Linked DNA regions of Mus musculus: region 2 is linked to region 1. The links are chromatin contacts, called in public HiChIP or PLAC-seq maps. All regions are on one chromosome and are shown on one strand. Each heading gives the region's core, a stretch centred on a gene start, on an enhancer-like site or on the middle of the called end of the contact. The rest is flanking DNA. Distances are from core to core; before and after follow the strand shown. Region 1 overlaps Marchf4 (membrane associated ring-CH-type finger 4). Region 2 overlaps Smarcal1 (SWI/SNF related matrix associated, actin dependent regulator of chromatin, subfamily a-like 1).

What was found. HiChIP or PLAC-seq counts read pairs in DNA pulled down with a chosen protein or histone mark.
Region 2: an HNF4G HiChIP or PLAC-seq map of pancreatic cancer cells shows a contact between it and region 1. The contact joins two enhancer-like sites. A contact is called at or near these places in 2 of 484 Hi-C or Micro-C datasets (nephron progenitors and pre-B cells), 2 of 115 datasets of contacts at active chromatin or transcription factors (large pre-B cells and pancreatic cancer cells) and 2 of 9 other capture datasets (embryonic stem cells and pancreatic islet).

What each region holds. Positions count from the first base shown.
Region 1 is chr1:72,426,106-72,433,847 of GRCm38.p6, reverse strand. Marchf4 (membrane associated ring-CH-type finger 4) reads left to right here. Exons shown (of 4, transcript NM_001045533.2): 4 at 4,839-6,736. The coding sequence ends at 5,206. Among named protein-coding and RNA genes, the nearest start is that of Gm39661, 17 kb to the right of the region's middle. Within about 2 kb of position 5,132, at least 103 of the 459 cell types and tissues checked have an H3K27ac peak or open chromatin away from gene starts, as enhancers often do. A contact at or near this core is called in pancreatic cancer cells, where this site is marked.
Region 2 is chr1:72,596,703-72,604,444 of GRCm38.p6, reverse strand. Smarcal1 (SWI/SNF related matrix associated, actin dependent regulator of chromatin, subfamily a-like 1) reads right to left here. Exons shown (of 17, transcript NM_018817.2): 7 at 6,916-7,066; 8 at 5,516-5,674; 9 at 3,011-3,076. Among named protein-coding and RNA genes, the nearest start is that of Smarcal1, 17 kb to the right of the region's middle. Within about 2 kb of position 4,689, at least 54 of the 459 cell types and tissues checked have an H3K27ac peak or open chromatin away from gene starts, as enhancers often do. A contact at or near this core is called in pancreatic cancer cells, where this site is marked.

The DNA.
Region 1 (7,742 bases), core at 3,883-6,382:
ATCTAGAAAAACAGGTGCACTCCTCCCCCCTCAGCCACCTAGCCATTAAAACGGTTTAATTACTGCCTGAACACTAGACAGGCAATTAAAAGCAGCATTCAAACTGAAAATTTAAGGCACCCTCTTCAATCAGAGTAAAACTGTCTGATCGAGAAGCTAATTAAAAATGGAGTGTAGATTCCAGCCAGGAAGTTGGGGGCCTCAAAAGCCCCCAGTTCTCTGTACCAAGGCTCCTCCTTAGTAACTCTCGGAGATGCTCCCAGTGCAGCATTGGCTGCGGAGACTCAGTCAGAGCCTGTCATCTGGAAAATGGCAAAGGCAGCATATGCAAACAAGGTACGCCGGAGAAACAGATGAACAAATGACCTCAGTACCATCAATGCATAGGTATACATTTAAGGGTAAGCAGAAGTAATGGGAGTGGGCACCCTGGTGGAAGAGGGGAAGCCTATTTGTCTAGTACCCATCACACTGAGCAAGGGGGCTCACAGGGGGTCTTTAGGAAATTATGTTCCCTCTAAACTATTAGGACACTTTAGATGTTGGTGTTTCCTCTCCGAGAGATGGTGTTTACCCAGGGCTAGGAACCAATGTGTCTTTCAGTGAACCCTTGAAGATACAGAGAGAGAAATGCAATTTCAGGAGCTGCTGGATAGTGGAAGAAGTGGCAGTGGGTGACTGCTCTCCTCTCCCAGCATCTGCATCTGCCTTTCAGGCTCTGTTCCCACCCCCATGATGCTCTGGGATCACAACTGGTAGATCCTCAGAGGGGAAGGAGCAGGGTGGGAAGTCTGGGAGCTAAGTGGCCTCAGGCGGCAGTGGGTGTGAGCACAGAACAGAACGAGGCAGCTTCAGTGAGATAGCTCATTTTAATGGGGGAACAAAGACTATTTAAACATTTGGGAAGTGAGGGTACAGCATTGGCAGGGGCCAGGGTGCTAGAGGTGCCTCATTAGCACAAGGAGGTGCTTCTTGGACATGACTTTATAAGGGGAAAGGAACTTTAACCTGCTTACATGTCATCCTGCAGTGGGGCAAAGGTTGGGGTACAGGGCTATGTACACCCAACACGCAGGCCCAGGGCAGGGCACTAATGACCCTACTCCTGCTAACCTCAGGATAAGATTTCCAGAGTCTGGACATGTCTCAACCCTACTCTTGCTCCAGGCTTGTTCCTTGGGGCTCCCCATTTCCCTATCCCCCACATGCATTAAAGCAGACTTGGGCTATGGTAAGCAGTCCATGCTGTTCCTATGAGCTAGCTCTTGCCCTGAGGTTTCCGTGGCCGCAGGACAAATCCCACCTTGTCATTCATAGCAAGCCATCTCCACTGTCACAGGCTCAGCCTTCCAACCTCTTCGTTCTTCAGACAAGCATCCTCTTCTTGTCTTGCTCATTCCTTCCGCCACTTTCCATGGTGACCTCTGGACAGCTCTGGGTGCTTCTTTCATCAGAGCAGCTGGACTCTAAGATACTGCATCCCTGTATCTGTCTCTATAGTGGCTGTTCATCCCTTCTCAGGCTGTGGGCCAAGAAGTAGTCCACAGGCATCTCTCTACCTGCTGGGACATCCATGCTGTCATTGATCCTCCATCTTTCAGAAGACCCCTTTTAAGTGCATCCCTCTTTCTTTACCCCCTTTCTCCTCACTGCCTCTGGCTACTGGCTGGCCTCCCTGAGGGAGGGATCTGATGGAGACATACTATATAGGGTTGAGTATCCCAAAGTCTCTCACTCTCTGCATGATGTCTGGCTGGGTCTCTGTATTTGTTCCCATCTGCTGCAGGAGAACGCTTCTCTGACAATGGCCGAGAAGGGCACCGATTACATTTGTCTTTCTGGATCTGAGCTACCTCGCTCCACGTGATTTTTTTCTAGTGTGTTTTGTTTTCTAATACAGCTGTACTCCAGCACTTATATTGACTTTGGTTTCATCTTTTTCTTGCAAGTGACTTCTTTTGTCTTATTCTGTCTACTAATTATCTATTAAGGCATTCCACTAATTAAAAAATGCATAGCAGTCTTATAGTATCTTATGAACTGTATTTCAGGATAGGAAAGGGGATGCTAAAACATACTTGGGGGTTATATATAGGACCATTAACTAAACTGTTTGGCTTGAAAACATGAAGACCCTGAGTGGGCTCTGGGAATCCAAGCATAGGACAAGCGCTTTACCCTGAGTCATGTCCCCAGCCATGGTGAGAGACTTCTTGAAATATCATCACATAGCAAAACATAGGACACGTGAAAACCAACTGTCAGTCAAGGCTCTTGGTAAGGCATGTAATCTGTTCATGAGGAGTGCATTCTTGTGGCCTAATCACTGTGTAAGAGGACCCAATTTTCAATACTAACTCATTACTAACCTCTGAGTGTTTAAGAAGATGCACTTAAACAACAGTACCACCTCCGTTCCCCAAAATTCTAGCACCATCTGTCTTAGTTAGTTTTAGTTAGGGTTTCTATTACTACAACAAAATGCCATGACTGAAAAGCAAGTTGAAAATGAAAGGTTTACTTACACATCGCTGTCCATCACCCAGGGAAATCAGTATAGGAATCCAATCAGGAGAGGCTCTTGGAGGCAGGAGCTGAGGCAGAGGTCGTGGAGGATGCTACTTACTGACTTGCTTCTCATGGCTTGCTCAGCCTGCTCTCTTGTAGAACCCACCAGCCCAGGGATGGCATCACCTACCATGGGCTGGGCCCTTTCCCATTGATCACTAATTCAGAAAATGCCTTACAGTTGAATCTCATGGAGACATTTCCTCAACTGAGGCTCCTTCCTCTCTGATGACTCTAGTTTGTGTGAAATTGACACAAAACCAGCCAGTGCATCATCTAAGTTCTCAGCTTCAATCTTATTGCCGTTTGATCGACCAGTTGGATTTTTAGCAGACATCTTAAACTTACCATAACTAAGATGTGACTGTTAATACTGCAGTAAGGTGAAGAATGGCCCCCAAAGACACACAGGGCCTCATCCTGAAACTGTTAACCTTTTGTGACAGGACTCTGCAAACATGGCTAATTTGAGCATCTTGAAGTGAGGAAATTATCTTGAGTTATTCCAGTGGTCCCTCCACGTAATCACTAGAGTTCTTATTAATAGAATATCAAAGAAAAATGTGATGACAGATTAATAAATGTGATGACAGAAGAAAGAGGGTGGGATGATGTGAGAAAGAGGGAAAGACAATGGCCATTTCTAGAAGTTGAAAAAGGTAAGGAAATATTCTCCCTCCAAGGCTTCTGGGGGTATAGGCCCCAGTGATGTTTGCACTTTGGCCTGGTAAGACCGACCCCAGAACTGTAAGAGAGCATATTTGTACCACTGTGGGCTACCTGTTACCCTCCGGACAGTTATTATAGCAGCCATAGTGAATTAATAGTCACCATCACCATGCAGCTCCACACGCCAGCCCTGGGACCATCGATGTCTCTGCAAATGATCCTCACCATCCAGCTGTGGCATCAGAACCTTCAGAGCTTCCAGATGCTTCTTGTGCCCACAGCTCACTTGTCAGCCAGACTGTCAGCAATACCCACAGCATACATCCTGACTCCAAGACATCTCACGCACGGCACTGCCCTGTCCCCAGCACCACAGTTTCCAGCTTCAATTACCGCTTCCCTTCCTGCTTCATTTTAGAATAATTCTATACGTGACCCTTCTGGAGCACCAGCGAATTTTCTTAGAGAGAAAATCTTTCAATGCCATTCCTCCTTCCAAATCTACTCGGTTGCCTCTCATTACCCTGGATACAATGCAAGACACGATCATAACGGGGGCTCCGGCCACCTTCTCCTCCGCTTGCCACATCCACGGGCTTGCGCTGCGGTAGGCACGCCAACCTCAGTTTCAACCTTGGTCATCGCATTCCTGCCTCCTGGCTTGTGCACTTGCGTTTCCCACCAGAGATGAGTGCCCTCTCCAGATCTTTGCACACAACTCTCCTTCTCATTTAAGTCTCAACTTAAACTTGCCAATTCCTCTGAAACTTGCTTCTTTCTTCCCTCTTGCCAAAACAAGACCCCAGTTGCCTGCAGCTAAGGGCTATTTAATCCTATTTCATCTTCCTCCTAGCATGTGCCCACACAGGAAGAGAGTCTGGTGGATTCATTTGTACATTTTGTATATGCCTCTTAACTTAAACATAAGCTCTCTAAGGAAAGGACTTCCCATCTCAGGCACTGCCCCATCCTAAGTGCTTTGCACACAGTAGGCCTAAAATTGATATCCATTTGCCTTGTTGCCAGACATGGTTTGTTTCCAATGGCTCCCAATGGATTTGGCCAATATAACTGCAAGGATGTTCAGACGGCCACGGGGATCCGTATTTCAGTAGCATTGGCTGTGCAAAGAGCTAGAGCGGAGTTTCAGTTCCCATTCAGCAGGACCACGATGACCACAGGATTTCATGGCTGTTGCCCTTTAAAAGCACATGATTCATTCAACACCTGGTAAGCACAGGGCATCATGAATATGTAATACAGGGAAGGAAAAAATATTTTTATTATGATGTCATTGAAGAATTTGAATTGTGCCAAGCCAAGAAGGGGGCAGGATGGAGCGGAAGCAGGCGAAGGCAGTTCATGCAAAGCCCAGCTATTTTGTGACCTTCTCCCTTCTGGTGACTCATGGAGTCTGGGAATCTAGTGGTGCTCTGGAGTCATGTGGCTCAGAGCTGGAAGGCAGATTTAGAATAAAAGCAACACAGAGAGACCCCAGCTTCTCCAGTGCCCGTGTCTGTGTAAGTTAAGGATGCAGTGGCATTCTCTCCCCCAGTTGTTGCTTTCTTTGCTTAGCCTTTGTCTTCTTCTCTTCCTGGCAGGCCTCATCATCCACGAAGGGCCCTCGGTATATCGCATCTTTAAACGCTGGCAGGCTGTAAACCAGCAGTGGAAAGTGCTGAACTATGACAAGACAAAAGACTTAGAGGATCAAAAATCAGGAGGCAGGACAAACCTACAGACTTCCTCATCTGCCCAAGCCAACCTACCCTCTGCGGAAGAGGAGGCAGCCAGCCCGCCTGCCCGTGAAGAGGGCCCCACCAGGGCCGCCAGCCACCCCTCAGGCCCTGTGTCCCAACACCACTGTGCTTACACCATCCTACACATCCTGAGTCACTTGAGACCTCATGACCAGCGGAGCACCCAGGGCAGCGGCCGAGAGCTTGTCATGAGAGTCACCACAGTGTGAAAGGAGGCCTGGGAGGCAGGTTGAGACCACATACACACCACAAGAGTCTGGGCCAGGAGGGGCCCAGGGATCAGGAATGGTGGGCCTCAAGGGGAGCTATGGGGGAGACCGCCTGAGGGAGAGCCCTTACGATTCCCAGTCCATTGGTTCCACAGCAAGGGAAAACCAACACAAACTTCACAACAATGGGTGGGACAAATGGAATCTGCCCTAAGAAAACAACCCCTCCCAGAGAACCACAAGTAGCAAGACACCCAGAAAAGGGTGGGCAGAAAATGGTGGCTGGTACCTGGGGTACCTGCTGTGCCTGGGGGTCTAAGGGCAGCAAAGAGAGAAAACAAAGGGCCACCTGGGTGCTGCTGCTTCCTAGCACTGAGTAACTGAGAGACAAGAGAGAGAGAGAGAGAGAGAGAGAGAGAGAGAGAGAGAGAGAGAGACCTTGTGAGCTGGTGGTCCTAATGTTTGCTGAAGGCCTCTACACTCTGTAAAATTCCAGTGACTCAAATGGCTTTAGGGATCCCCTGGAGACGGTTCAGGAAGGGAGTTGTTGGTATGCCAGGCCAGAGAAATGGGGTTGGGTCCCCCAGGAAGAACTTTCCTAGCTGTAACATGAACTCAAAGAAGGCTGAGGTTTAGACATGGAGATCTTTTTGTTTCCTTGTTTACCTTACGGTGATTTGGCTCAAAGATGTTTACAGGATGTGGGGGACTCATGTACATACATGTGCATGTGGAGAGACGTGAAGACTTCTCATGAGTGGCTCAAGCACACTTCCGCTGCTGTGGCGTCAGCCTTCAAAGCTGTCAGGCCAGGGATGATTTTCCTCATTACTGAGCCCCGTCTATAACCAGGATAATGCAGTGCCATGTCCTTTTCGCATTGGCATTCTCACAGGCAGGCCCGCAAGCACACACGCATATGTATGCACGCATGCACGCATGCGTGTGCGAGCAAATGCCTGTGAACACACACACAAAGACACAGAGAGAAACACACACGCATTCACGTGCTTGAGCGCGCACACACACACACACACACACACACACACACACACATACACACACACACACACAGACACACACACACACACATCTGGGTCTGCTGCAGTGTGGGGTGACACTGGCCTGTGTATCTCAAGGAAGGCGTGAACACCTAACTAAGTATTCCTAGCTGCTTGGTACTGGTCCCCTCCCTAAAGAGGCAGTTTGCCTTGTGATCTGGGCTATGTGCTCTGGGCTATGTGCTCCTGGTCCTTCTGGTGCAGCCAGGCACACCAAGGAGGCAGTCAGGGAGCACTGTCGTAGGAGCCCACCAGTGTGTTCCAGGACCCTGCCAGGGAAGGCCACTGGGTGGTCACCTGCAGAGTTTCTTACTGTCATTGCACAATGGACATGCCATCCTTGGGTATTAAATGGACACTGTCAAGTACTTTTTTAAACTAGTTTTTAGGGTTTTTTTTTAAAAAAAAAACTCTCTGTTGTTTGTAATATTCTCTTAAAAGCTTGGAAATAAAATTTCTTTCCCTAGCACTCATGTCTCTTTCCCGGGTTTCCTTCCTTGCTTGCTCTTTTTCCTCCAGTGAGAGCCACTTTTCTTTCTCTGTTTTCTATGCTTCCTTAGCAAGAGTTCATCGTGTCATTATTTCATCTTTGAGAGTACAGCTGCTAGGGCAGACAGGTATGCTGCCCTCAACATGCATCCATGTGTGTATGGATACATAGGTACACATGATGCATGTATGTACATGGTATGTGTGTGTATGTGACCGCATCAAAACAATGAGATTCTTGGCTTTTTTTTTTTTTTTTTTTTTTTTTTTTTGGCTTCTTAACAAATGGATTCCACCAGGTCAAAGCAGGAACTACTCTCAACCCCTTCCCAGGATACAGCCCAAGGCTCCTACAAGTATTAATGCTAGCAGGATCTCTCGTGAGCTCCACCCATTGGGTCCATTTCAAAGATGCTAGAATGATCTCTCATGAGCTCCACCCATTTCAAAGAATTGAGAGAATCTGAGATGGGAGGTGCAGGTCCAGGTTCCTTGAATACTTTCCTTTGAGGATCGGAGAACAGCATTCAAATTAGGCGTCCCAGAGAAAGCTTGGGCAGAGGTCAAGTACCAAAGATTGCTCCTCCCTTCACCCTGACCGGTCCCTCCCTCTTTATGATTGATGGACAGTCAGGCAGTATCATAGGTGGGACGTACATGGTGAATCATTAGTAATTGTAGTTGGATGAGTAGTCACTAGTAGGAAGCCCCTAGCTGGGGGAGTACTTTACAAAGATTACTTCCCAAAAAATCTTAAAATCCAGAGGCTTAGAAAACACACTGAACAATTTAAAACTAAACGAAACCCACAACTACAAATAAGCTGTCTTGATAAGGGATGGAGGGGCTGCATCTCGGTTGGTAGGGTGCTCGCCTAGATGCCCAAATCCTGGGTTCAATACCCAGCACTGCATCAAGCAAGCACCACATGCTTGCATTCCCAGCACCCAGGAGAGAGAGGTATGAGGACTGGGAGGTCAAACTAC
Region 2 (7,742 bases), core at 3,440-5,939, 170 kb before region 1:
CTGCTTCAATCAGTCAATCAAATAAATCACCCCAAACCCCCTAATTCTCTAGATTTGATTTCACTCCACTATCTGTTCATATGCTGAAATCTAATCACCTCTTGAGGCATTTGCTGAAAATATTTTGCTATATTATGAAAATAAAGGTTTTGCTTATTGGTCGGTCAGTCTGTCTGCCTGTCTGTCTGGTATTGAGGACTGAACCCAGGCCAAGAATATATTCCCAAGACCCTGTATACACTGAAGGAAAAATCGAGGGCAATTATTATATTTCAAAAGCATCTAGATTCAGTTCATAGGGTATTTGAGATCAGTGCTTCTTTAAGAGGGTTAAGGGGCTAGGATTCGGGTAAAGAGCGACTTGTTCCCTATAGGATGTGACAGGGAGTAACAACTGGAGACCAGCTGAGTTGTCACAATCAAGAGGTCTACAGCGTGCTGGTAGAGGCCAAGAACACTGCTAAAAATCCCACCATGCACACCTCCGCCCCACAGCATGGGTTAGCAGGGCTGGATTTGAAAATATAGCAGGGAAGAGAAAGGAGCTAACAGCCCAGCACAGGGGAAGTCCTCACCACTCCCCCATCTCCCAGCCCTGCACCCACCTACCCCCCCTGCCCCCTCCCCCAGTTCACTCCTAAGCATTAGGGGGAGTCAGTGTTTCAGAAGAGCTTAAGACACCTTCATGAACAGCAGCCATATCCACTCAGCCCTACTCTGCAAATACCATATAGTAGCTAGCAGTTTAATAGTCATTTTTTTAAAAATTGCCGGTGTGCATTGTGGTGGTGCACACCTTTTTTTTTTTTAATTAGGTATTTTCTTCATTTACATTTCCAATGCTATCCCAAAAGTCCCCCATATCCCCCCGCCACTCCCCTACCCCCCCACTCCCACTTCTTGGCCCTGGCGTTCTCCCGTACTGGGGCATATAAAGTTTGCAAGTCTAATGGGCCTCTCTTTCCAGTAATGGCCGACTAGGACATCTTCTGCTACATATGCAGCTAGAGACACGAGCTCTGGGGTACTGATGAGTTCATAATGTTGTTCCACCTATAGGGTTGCAGACCCCTTCAGCTCCTTGGGTACTTTCTCTAGCTCCTCCATTGGGGGCCCTGTGTTCCATCCAATAGCTGACTGTGAGCATCCACTTCTGTGTTTGCCAGGTCCCGGCATAGCCTCACAAGAGACAGCTATATCTGGGTCCTTTCAGCAAAATCTTGCTGAAATGCAATGGTGTCAGTGTTTGGAGGCTGATTATGGGATGGATCCCCGGGTGTGGCAGTCTCTAGATGGTCCATCCTTTCTTCTCAGCTCCAAATTAATAGTCATTTTAAAACTTCACTTTGAAATATACCCAGGATATTGAAGATGTGCATGCTGTTTCTAGAAGTCTGGCCATAGACACTCGTTTCAGACCCCACTAAGAGGCGCCATGCGCCCACCCAGGCAACAACTCAACACCAAAGCGGTTGCTAACATGATGTCATATCAGAACTCAAATACAGAATTATTCTACTGTGCAATTTCTTTTGTCAACAGAGGGAGAGATTTAATTTTACTGTCTCTATAATACTGGACAATGGTACCAAGATGTATTAATATTTTTCTAAGGAGAGCATATTAAAGGTTTCCCCTAAACAGGTCACCACCCTGGGGCGATATTTCATTTAGGTGTGTTCAGAAGCGGATACTGACATATAGAAGTTTATAATGGAGTCAAGCTTAGGTTAAAGACTTACATTTTTGATCTGGAGCATACAACATAACCTTGACTTATTGTTATTTTAAAAAATTGGAGCTGAAACTACTTTTTAGACAGCTTTGTGGAGAGGTAGGAAACAGACAGTGAGCTTGGCTGGCATTTGATGTGTTTGCTTTCCTTAGTTAACATAAAAACAAACGCTCGTCCTGAGCAGTAACTGCTGTGGTTTTATTTGTGTTTGTTTATGTATTTAAGACAGGGTCTCTATGTCGCCCTGGGTGTCCTGGGACTATGTGGATCTGCCTGGCATTTGCCTCCTAAGTGCTGATAGTGAAGGCATGCACCACCACGCCCCACTAAATGCTGTGGTTTTCAACACTCACACACTACACAGGGTGATTAACTGAGTGCCAGTTTGCTCAGTCCATGCCAAGCAGCAGTTCCCCCAAAGTCATCTGTGAGTAGCTTCTCCCCTGCCCACCAGGAAGCGTTATGTTGGTACTCCCCTACTTCCTAACCTTGGGGGGATAAATGGCATTTGGGGGGCTTATCTCTGAGGAGTGAGGTACAGAACACAGGACAAAGACAAGGACAGAACTACATCAGAGTGTGTATTGAGAAAGACTTGAGCCTGCTCTCAGGCCCACTGCTGCCTGCTCTCAAGGCAGACCAGCCCGGGCACGCGCGTGCGTGCGTGCGTGCGTGCGTGCGTGCGTGCGTGCGTGTGTGTGTGTGTGTGTGTGTGTGTGTGTGTGTGTGTTCAGGGGCAGGTGCAGACCTGAGTGTGTGTGTGTGTGTGTGTGTGTGTGTGTTCAGGGGCAGGTGCAGACCCGAAAACACGAAGGAAACAAGTAACCTGCTGGCCTTCAGTTAACCGCAGTCCCTGGCCAGCGTAAAGGATCAATCAGCTCAGCGGGCAAGCCTCAGCTTTGCCTGAGGTTATTCTCTGACACCCACAGCCCTGGCTGCTCTTAGATAACGCCTCCCACCGCGACAGCTTTGCTACTACAAGAGATGCAGTTTCTCCTGAGCTGTTTAGTGACACACTGTCACAGGCTTCTTGTGCTGGCAGAAAGCCAAGGAGAAGACTCAGGGTCCCTTCCCATCTGAGTCTGGACTCTCAATAGGACTTCACGTGGACTGGATTCGTGGCAGAATACAACAAGCACATAGCCCAAGGAGAGATGCCCAGTGTCAACACTGCACATAGCTCATCAGCGTGGCGGCATCTGTTTGGCCTGCATACCCCTCCTGTCTGAGCAAGTGTCGTGTTAGGGCCCTAAGTCTCCTCTGGGCCACACTCACCTTTAGGATAGGCACAGCTGCTCGGCAGCGGGCAGTCTTTATGTTCTTGAGGAAGTGTGATTCATCCTGCAACAGACAACCACATGGGTGAATGGGCAGTCCTTGATCCACAGCAGCCCACCTGACTTGAGCCTGGCTTGGTATCTGCCAGGAGGTTGCCTCCCTTGACCTATAGCTGTTCAAGGTGATGGACCAGTACACTCGGGAAGGGCCCAGACTTGGGGCAGGTTCTTTATTATACACTGGATAAGATATTGTCTCTTTCTCTAGGGCAGTCTTCCACCTGGAAAGGGGGTTAGTGAATATGTGCCCCGATCTGCCCACTGGGTACATAGGTGGACAAACCCCTGACAGGTGCCTTGCCACCCTGTGGGAGACGCCTCACAACTGCATGGCGTTAGTCAGGCGTGCTGGAGACCTCCTACATGCTCTCAACTGGTGTCAAGTTCTGAGGTCTGGCACTGCCCTCAGCCTTTGCAGACACACTGGCAGCAGACACACTGGCATTAGACCAGACAATCATGCCACCATAGTCGTGCACACAAAGCACTGTGGGAACTGAAGAAGGAGAAACAGACTGATCCCTGTCCTCTGGGGGGACACTGTGCTAGAAATATAGCATTTGATGGACTTATAGTTGTACATTCTGTAAATAAACAAACATAAAATGTGCCTTATTTTCTAAAGACAAAGGAATGACGAACATATTCCTTCCCAGAAGGGAAAATCTTAGGTTGGCACATTGCTAATTGACTCTGAGCCACTAAATGACCTGTCTATGGTACCAGCTTCTCTACCTATAAAATACATATCATGCTATCAGATAAAATGGATATAAGCATATCAGCTTGCCATGTCTGAAATAAGCGAACACAGGGGCAGCCCTCAAAGCCATCCTGCCACCTAAGGAGGACTGCCTGGACCAGGGGCCACTAGTGGTGGTACCTCTGTCCCGGCGAGAATCTATAAGCTCCCAACCTGCTCCATTTTTTATGATTAAAAGGGGGTGGGTGTGGGGCTTCAAAGACACAATAGACAGAGTGAGAGGTGACCTGTCCCTAGTTGTCAAGATAGCACCCCCCAGACGCCGGGGCTACTACATTCATGATCCTGATTCATGGTAAACCCTCATGAAAGTCATGAGAACACCATTTATAGAGAGAAGTTGCAGAAAATGTGTCAGGCATGAAAGGGAATTGGCCCTTTTAAGCCCAGATAAAAAGGTTCTCCTGCCAGCATCAACCATGAGCAGAAGCCTCGTCGGTGACAAGTGCTTCTCAGAGCTGCCACTTCGTCCCTTGCTACAGAGAAGCCAGAAGATGGCAAGCTGTTTGCTTCATCTGAGGACAAGGTAACACTAGCGGCAAGCAGCTTGCCCTCCACCTCAAGGCTGACTGAGCGATGAGCCAGGAACAGAAACACATCAATTTCGAGGCCACAAAGTTTCAGCCGACATGACTGTGGGGCAAGGCCGGATGTGCCCACGCTGCCAGCTCGAGTGAATTAGAGGTGGCACTGCCTGGGACCACAGGGGAGAGCAGTGGCTGCAGGTGGGACACCTGAGACAGGGGCATAGTCAGGAAAGGCAGCCACCACCGTCCCCACATCCCGGAGCCATTGTGACCATCCTGGGATGTTTCGTTTAATATTTCACCTCACTGGAATGCTGGCGTCCTTTCAAAACCACACTTGAATCCATGCCAAGCCCAACACGGCTCCCCCACAGACTCAGATTCCCAAAATAGCGTTGATAAAGTATGTGTTCTCGTTTGCACACACTAAGGAACACAGGGTGGTTCTCATGTCCAGAACACACTACACATCTCCTGGGGTCTGCAATCACGTCTCCTTCTCTGCTCTGAGCTCCTGTGGTGTTTGTATTCAGAACCATGTTTACATACTCTACACTGACAGCTGGCTGGCCACCAAGTCTCCCCAGATGTTCATCAAGTGTGCAAAGATGAAAAAGAAAGCCAGTGGCTGAAAGCAGCACCTTCGGCTCTGGAGGCAGGTGATGATATCTCTAAGAACAACTCAAGTAAAAACTGATTTCCTTTTAGCAGGGATGGGGGCGTGTCTTCACACCAGCTGGAAGAGAATCATTGACTGCTGAACTGTATGGCTCCGCAGTGCTGACAAGTCGGTACCAATGCAGGCACACACTGTTCCTGACACAGCTGTAGTCTGGGACCTAGAATGGTCTGCTGTGCAACATGCTGGTCTCCATCCCTAGCCTGCCAATACAGGAGGGGCGGACTAGAAACCTTTGAACAGACTCGTCCCACCTGTTTAAAACGCTCCTCAGGAAAGTCTGGCACATAGGCTTAAGGGCTGCTTCAGGAAGGGAATAAAAAAATCATTCTCTATAAAAGAAAGGCAGCGATTTCTATTGCCCTCTCTCCGCAAAGCCCAAAGAGGACCAAGGAGGACACAAATTCCCAAATCTGTGGAGCCCTTCCGAGTGTCTAGACAAACAAAGTACTTCAGGGCTATGCCATTACTCACAATAATGACGACTTTGAAAGGGGTTTTTAGCTGCCTCTCCAACTTGCAAAGGAGGTCAAAGCTGACAATATTGACCAAGCCAGCTGTTAGGCGGCCCTTCCCGGTCACCACCACGTTGATGTTCTCTGGGCTAAGAGATGGAAGCCACCGAAGAAAGGCCTGCAGGGGAAAGGACAGTAGAAAGCAGTGATTCCAGCCAAGGCATCAACACTGGGGGGTGGGATTTGGGGCAAGTTTAACCTTCCCTGAAGACACAGTTCCTCTTCACAGCCTCCTGCATCTAACACACTCTGGTCACCTCTGTCTGCCTTTAGCCCACCCTTTAATTTCCCGACAGGACTCTCCCATGAGCAGGCCTTCCCATGCCTGTGCCTTCCCCTCTGTGATCTCTAGATGGTCCTGTTGGAGAAGAATGTAGCTCTTCCAAGAAAACTGTGCTTCCTGGGCACAATGAAAACATTTATGTCACTGTTTTCTTCAACCCCCCCCCCCCCCCCGCTGTCCCCCACAATGGATCACTCAATAAACCAGGTATCTAGGAGCCTTAGGAAGGCCACTGGGTGTCTCCACACGGAAGCCCCAGCACTTAGGTGTCCCCTTCCCTTTGCTTGCATGTGCCATGTCCTGACATCACTTCTCTGGTTATGAGCAGTGGCCTGACTCTTTTGGACTTTCCGAGGGAAATCTAGCCCCTACAGATGCATGATGACACTTTCCACAGGTAGTGGCAGGATCCAGACCTTACCAGCAGCAGGCTGTGGTGCATCCTCTGTACCATGACTCTGGGACCTTAGGAAGAGCTTAATTAACCTGTAAGGAGACTGGCACCACACCAGCAGCACAAAGCCACAAGCTCTGGGAATGAGCTGGGCCTTCCTTCACTGGGTTTGCTTAGAGGGATTTAATTATTCAAGGTTCACATCGGGCCTCCATCTATTAGGTGGTCTAAACACACTATGCACACCACCCTAGGGCAGACGAAGCACTGATCTAAAGTCAGGCAGCTGCCTCCTTAGGAGGCAAAGCTCTTGACCCTGAGATTTTGTTTGTTTATCTGAAAAGTGGGTCATTGGGTATCATGTCACAGGATTTGGAGAGACAAAAGGAAATAAAGGCATTGCAGAAATCGGGTGCAGGGTGAATAGAAGGTCTTATTTACAAGAGCACAGAGGTACAGTATCTGCTGAGGGACTGGCAAGAAATCCCTAAGCTAGCAACTGCTTGGCTTTCCTCCCTGTGGAGATAACATGATTCCCTGTCCTCAGGACCAGCTTAGTTTTCTGCTGGTCTTTGACCCACATCTAAACCTTAAAAGACCCCAGGGCTTGCCCCGGCACTGTTATTTTGATGCTCTAACCCTAAGGAGGCCTTTCCCAATGATTCCGGTACAGAGAACTAACCTGCTCCCAGGTGAAGCGCACAGAGGAAGGCACGACCACCAGCAGTGGCCATTCCTTTCGGTAAAAAGCTGCTATGCAGATGGCTTGGACGGTCTTCCCTAGGCCCATGTCATCGGCAAGTAGCAGGCGGCCTCTTTTTGATATGGCAAAGCTGCACACAGACAGACAGGATAAGGTGGGTATCACTGCATGGGGCGTCCTGTCCGTCTTAATTTACCTGCCACCCCATAGAGCTGAGGGGCCCCTCTATGCTGGGTATAACACTGACCAGAATGGGTTCTGCTCACAGCAAGACGTTTCCTAGCAAGGATAGGGCAGGAGCCATTTAGGGAACAGAGTACGAGGAGGAGGGATGAGGATAGGTAGGGATGCTGCAGACGTAAGGGTTTGATCTCCACTGAGAAATGTGCCCGAGTTAGAAACAGCATCTGAAGACCACGATACAGGCTAAGGGGCAGGTGGAGCCAGCAGTGACTGGATGTACTGGCAAAAAGGACAGGTGGGGAGAGGATGCGAACCTGGCTTTGTTTCAGCCAAGGCTGGCGGCCTCCGAGCACCTGAAGCACTTAAGTGCACTGGGCCTTGCTAACAGTCTGTAGATAAAGGTGGAGCCTACCGCTGCGGAGCCTGCCAGGCCTGGGTTGGAGCTGTGCCTCCTGATGCACCCCCAAGCGAGACTGAGGCTGGAGTAAATGTTACCTGCCCCAGAGAATGGGAGAAGCAGGAGGCAAAGCACTTACATCTTCCTAAACATTATGACCATCATCTCAGCAGAGAGAGGGGAGTAATGTGAGCAGAAGCAGTGGTGAATCACTGAGAGACTACAA